Linked DNA regions of Sus scrofa: region 1 is linked to region 2. The links are chromatin contacts, called in public HiChIP or PLAC-seq maps. All regions are on one chromosome and are shown on one strand. Each heading gives the region's core, a stretch centred on a gene start, on an enhancer-like site or on the middle of the called end of the contact. The rest is flanking DNA. Distances are from core to core; before and after follow the strand shown. Region 1 has its middle 45 kb from the start of ELF4. Region 2 overlaps XPNPEP2 (X-prolyl aminopeptidase 2).

Region 1 (2,738 bases), core at 65-2,564, 260 kb before region 2:
AAGGCTGCTTCCTGCAGTGACTTGCTGTCACCAGGTGCCTCGAGGGACTCTGAACTCCTGCCTTTTGCTGATGACCCCTTCCTGGGACATCACTATGGCCTCATCTTTGGGTGGAACCGAGTGGTAGAAATGTCAGGTCCGGTGGAAGGGGCGGGGCAAGAAATATTATTAGTCTTTCAGACCCGACCATGTTTTGTTTTGTTTTGTTTGCTATTTCTTGGGCTGCTCCTATGGAGGTTCCCAGGCTAGGGGTTGAATCGGAGCTATAGCCACCGGCCTACGCCAGAGCCACAGCAACACGGGATCCGAGCCGCGTCTGCAACCTACACCACAGCTCCCGGCAACGCCAGATCGTTAACCCACTGAGCAAGGGCAGGGACCGAACCCGCAACCTCCTGGTTCCTAGTCGGATTCGTTAACCACTGCGCCACAACGGGAACTCCCCGATCATGTATTTTTAAAGAGGCAAGTGTCTCCGGCTCAAAGGCCGCTGGATCTGAGGTGAGTGAGCTCTTTGCCCTCTGGGCCGCTCCCAGGCTTGGGAGGCCAAGGCGGTGGGTCGCAGCAACAGCCGCCGCCTTGGCACGCCAGGCTGGGGGCCCGTGTCCAGCAGGTGGCGCTGTGGAGCCAGCGAAGGCGGGCGGGCGGGCGGCCGGGCGGCCTGGCGGAGCCGGGGAAGGGAGAGGTGGCCAGGGCGGGGCCTGCCGCTCCAGAGAGAGACAGCCGAAGCCGACATCTTCCCGTCCCTCTGTCCTGACCGTGAGCCCTCAACCAAGGCCTTTCTTCGCTCGAGATCTTGGAACTTTCCCCAGGGCCCCCGCCCCCTCCACTTTCCGGGGGGGGGGATTTAGCAGTCCTTTGAATGCCCTCTCCCCATTGGCCGGCCGCGCCCTGGCCCCGCCCCCTTCACCGCCCCCCCCCGTCCCCCCGCCTCCCGGACTAGCAGGTGAGCACGCGGCTGGCCTAGCCTTCAGCGCCGGCAGCCGCTCTTGTCCTGGCTGTGCGAGTGAGCCCCGGCCACCGCCCCGTGCCGCCGGGCGCCTGGCCTGGCCCACCTCCCCACTGCGGCCTGCTTGTAGCTATACTTTCACGCGGCGCCGCTTTCAACCGTGAAATCAGCGATCCGGGCGCCGGCGACAGCCGTTTGCCCGCGGATGGCTGCGGCCGCCCGCGGCACGAGCCCGGGCTCCTGGGGGGCCGGCATGCGGACGGGGTGACATCCGAGCCCAGCTGCACAACGCTGCGTCTGGCCAGCGCCCCTTGCCGGCCGTGGAAAGCTGTAGTCTAGAGGAACACGTGGAGTCCGGCCCGCCCCGCTGCGGGGTCCAGAAGGCCCGAGCACTTGGCGCCTCCTCCTGGCAGCTAAGCAGGCAGTCCTCGGGGCCGACTCCATCCCCCCCCACCCCAAACACACACGCACACACGTCTCAGCAGGGGCGGGACCCTCATAGGTTAGAATACGGAACCGACAGGAGTTTACCGCCCAATTCACCACCCCGACCTAAACGGCGATGCAGGGAGAGCGGAGGAATGGCCCTTTCTCAGGGAGAGTGAGACTTGAGCAGGGCCTCCCTTTCAACCCTGCGCCCCAAAGAGGAACATTCTGGTAAGGCCATCATTAACTCGGCTCGTGACTTCAGCATGTAGGAGGAACTAACTCCGGCTAAACAGCCGTGTTTACTCAATGTGATTCTCCTGTGTCGTCCGTAAATTGAGCCCCATTTAGGTCCAAAAGATTAGGTTCTCGCTCACCTGAGGTCAGCCTGGGTGTTAAGCGGTGGGCAGGCCCTTTCCCCCAGGCTGTACTGAAAGGATCAGCTCATTTAGTAAGAGGCCAGCATCCTCACCCCAGTGTGGACCAGGGATGCTGATTTACCTCCTGCTTTATGGGATTCACAGTCCAAACCTCCTACTTTGATCTTTCCACTCTGGGAGAAGGGTAGTGAAAGGACTCCAGAGGTGAGGGGAAAGGAATCTGAAAGCGAGAGACAAGAAACTGCTGTCTGGTTCCACTTTTGTTTTTGGTCTTTTTGTCTTTTTAGGGCCGCACCCTCAGCATATGGAGGTTCCCAGGCTAGGGGTCCAATCGGAGCTGTAGCCGCCGGCCTGCACCACAGCCACAGCAACTCGAGATCCCCAACCCACTGAGCGAGGCCACGGATGGAACCTCCTGTCCTCATGGATGCTAGTCGGGTTCGTTAACCGCTGAGCGAGCCACAGCGGGAACTCCTGGTTCCACTTTTAACTCACTTTCTCCAGAGAAATAAAGGGGTGTGTGTACCCTCACACCCAAACCCAAGCCCCCAAGGCTGTCCATGGGTTCCCAAAGGACCATTTCCTGGTCCTTTGGGGTCATTCTGATTTTGCCCACAGCATCTCCCTCCTGCCCTAAATGGAAATCTTTATAGTACCCCCACCACTCACTCATCATCCTTCCTTCTGAATCTCAAGCAATCGCCCTTTCCCCTCCCTCTGCCTGTCCTACCTCCAACACATTTTTACCAATGTAGTAAAGTCAAAAAAGCCTTGGAGTTCCCGTCATGGCTCAGCGGTTAACGAACCCAACTAGCATTCATGAGGACAGGAGGTTCCATTCTGGCCTCACTCAGTGGGTTAAGGGTCCAGCGTTGCTGTGGCTGTGGTGTAGGCCGGCAGCTACAGCTCCAATTAGACCCCTAGCCTGGGAACCTCCATATGCCGCGAGAGTGACCCTAAGGAGACCAAAAAAAAAAAAAAAG
Region 2 (2,700 bases), core at 146-2,645:
CGGTGTTTCTGACAGAAGGTCTGAACCACAGTCACTTGCTGAACGCCTGAAGGGGGTGCCCTGCTCTCCACCCTACTCCCTAGAGGCCCCCTCGAGGTACATGGACCCTGTCCTAAGTGGACCAGCCCCCGCCAGCGCCTTTCCACCTCGGAGACGTCCCTGATGCCATTTCTCGCCCCTGCAAGGGAACGCCTTTCCTCCTTTCTGCTGCGCACAGGGCTAGGCATACAGACAGCACTAAATCAAAGTATGTGTCCTTTCACGTACTGAAACGGGATGATGATAAGCCCGGGCTGAGGGCCCGAAATATCTCTGCGGAAGCAGTTGGGGCTCTGGGCTTTCTGGTACTAACTTGCCGTGGAACTTTGGGCAAACTACTTAACCTCCCTGGGCCTCCGTACAGTCACATGGCTTTCGGCAGAGTGGTTGCCTGGGTGCCTCTTGGGTGAGCAGGGGTAGGGGAATCTGGCTGCGATCCATACCTTTTGGAAAGCAGAGGGGGTGCCCCAGTGGACTGTTCGGGTGATGTCTGTTGTTCCGTCCCTGTGGAGAAGGACAATCAGCACGTCCAGCTCTGCTGAACACCTTGGGGCAGGGATCACGGCCACGTGCTTCCCGTGCACTGTCCCCCGGGGTTTGAGTGGCAAGGCTGGGGGTGGCGGTGGGGGTGGGGAGGGGAGAGGAAGAAGACGGCTGCCAGCGTGCAGTTCCCGCCCTCAGCATCTGTGCATAAAAGGACTCTGCAAAGCTATCACCTTCAAAATCACGATGCTGTCCGAGACTCAGAATCCCCCCGTACATCCTCCACCCCCGCACCACCCATTTGGGCCGGGTTGTAAATCTGGGCTTCCTTGGGTCAGGCTTGCTCTAAAAGCAAGACTTGCTCCAGGCTTCCTGGGAGCCAGGAAGAGACTGTGCCCTTGTTACAGAGAGGGAAACTGAGGTCCAAAGAGCGCGTATGGCTCTCATACGGTTCATAGACTTATTTGCCATTTACAGGACACTTTGCAGCTTCCTGGGGAGGGATGCAGAGCCGACCTCATGATCCCCATTTCACAGATGAGGCAATTGAGGCCACGAGGCCATCTCCCTCTCTGAGCCCCAGTGAGGCCAGGCCTGGTGCCAGCCCCGACTCTCTGCACAGTTCTCGCTGCCACTGTAACCATGGATCTGCCCCAGGGGTTTGCTCAGAGTCCCAGTGAACGGAAGCCAGAAGCCAGAGTCTGACTCCCAACCACTGGCTGCAGGAGTGGCCCCTGGGGCCATGCCCCCATGGAGGGGGGCAGGGAGGGCATGGTCCCAGGGCCCTAGGGACTCCTCCTAGGGAGCAGGTCATAGGGCGTGGCCGACTTCTTCAGAAGGAGAGAAGAGGAAGTGAGGTGACCATTTCCCCAGCCTCACCCTGCTCGAGCACGCCCCATGAATTCACTTCCCCTTTGCACGTCGGCCATCTCAAGTACACACAGTGCCACGCTAGTGGCTGTAAAGGCTGCGAGGCTGAGCGCCTGCCAGGATGGTTCCCAAAGCCAAGCTAAGACCAAGAGAAGCCTTCACCATGAGCGCCTTCACCACAGGATGGAGAATGGGAAACTACTCCTTGCTCCTCCATTAGTTCAGCCTCCCCTCCTTCCCCCCACTCTTAGCTCCTCATAGCTCACTGCTTCCTAGATGAAAAGAGAAAAAATCTTTCAGCTCAGCTCAGCTCAGCTCCCGGGTGAAACAATGGGTCACACACTCGGAAGGATAGGCTTAGCCTATTCTGCATGGCTGTCATGTCCAGGTGTTCAGGTTGTGCACTGTACAAGGGTAACACAGCTGAAGGAATGCTGTTCACTGCAGGGATGTAAACTAATTTCAACGAGAGCACACACATGGATACACAGATTGTGGAGTCCTAGAGCAGGGGACAGTGCCCTCCCGCATAATCCTACCCTGGGTTGTGCACACACTCAGAAGAACATGTGCACATGTCTACTCACAGACACATCCCTGTGTGCTCTGTGCCAGTTGTGCCGCAGGTGTCCCCCAGGGTCGTTTGTCTCTCACCTGCCTACTGCTCTTGGAGGCCTGATCCTGCCCCCACTGTCCCTGACATGGTCACCTCACTGTGCAGTAGGGGCCGTGGAACATGCATCGTGCCGGTGGCATGCGGGGACACGTCTGGGGCATGCATGAGTGTGTGAGGATCTAGGCGGCAGTGTCTGTGCAGTCAGGCAGGTCTGCTGAGCATGGCTGTTTGGACTGTGTAATAATATGCAGGCTTAAAAAAAAGCCATTTTACTGGCACAAGGGGTGTCTCTTCCTGATTCTCACAGGTTAGTGGCTGTGGGGAGCGCCTCTGTTTTGGCCTCTGTCTGTCGCCCTCCTTACAGGGTCTCCCAGGTGTGACACTGGGAAGGATACTCAGGCGCATTCAAGCCAGGCCACTCCTTTCGAAGATGGGGGATGTCTGAGCTGAGACAGCCGGGCCAGGGTGGGGTGGCGAGTACATACCAGTATTGCCCCCCAGAATCCAGCAGGTACATCTCGTCTGAGCTCAGCTTGCGGTGCAGCTCCTTGGTCGGGCTGGGAAGGGGAGAGGTGCTAAGAAAGGAGCAGCCTAAGGCTGAGAAGGAGGGGAACCCCTCCCCCCCTGGGGTTTGGCTTTCTAGCTAACTCCTTTGGGGAAGCTGCGATCTCCTAAAGGGCCCTGGGAGACCA

What was found. HiChIP or PLAC-seq counts read pairs in DNA pulled down with a chosen protein or histone mark.
Region 1: an H3K27ac HiChIP or PLAC-seq map of alveolar macrophages shows a contact between it and region 2. The contact joins two enhancer-like sites. A contact is called at or near these places in 1 of 5 promoter capture datasets (fetal liver) and 1 of 2 datasets of contacts at active chromatin or transcription factors (alveolar macrophages).

The regions. Positions count from the first base shown.
Region 1 is chrX:106,614,822-106,617,559 of Sscrofa11.1, reverse strand. No RefSeq gene overlaps it. Among named protein-coding and RNA genes, the nearest start is that of ELF4, 45 kb to the left of the region's middle. Within about 2 kb of position 1,314, at least 34 of the 83 cell types and tissues checked have an H3K27ac peak or open chromatin away from gene starts, as enhancers often do. A contact at or near this core is called in alveolar macrophages, where this site is marked.
Region 2 is chrX:106,353,081-106,355,780 of Sscrofa11.1, reverse strand. It overlaps XPNPEP2 (X-prolyl aminopeptidase 2), which reads right to left. Exons shown (of 22, transcript NM_001004048.1): 15 at 2,494-2,565; 16 at 483-543. Among named protein-coding and RNA genes, the nearest start is that of SASH3, 19 kb to the left of the region's middle. Within about 2 kb of position 1,395, at least 11 of the 83 cell types and tissues checked have an H3K27ac peak or open chromatin away from gene starts, as enhancers often do. A contact at or near this core is called in alveolar macrophages, where this site is marked.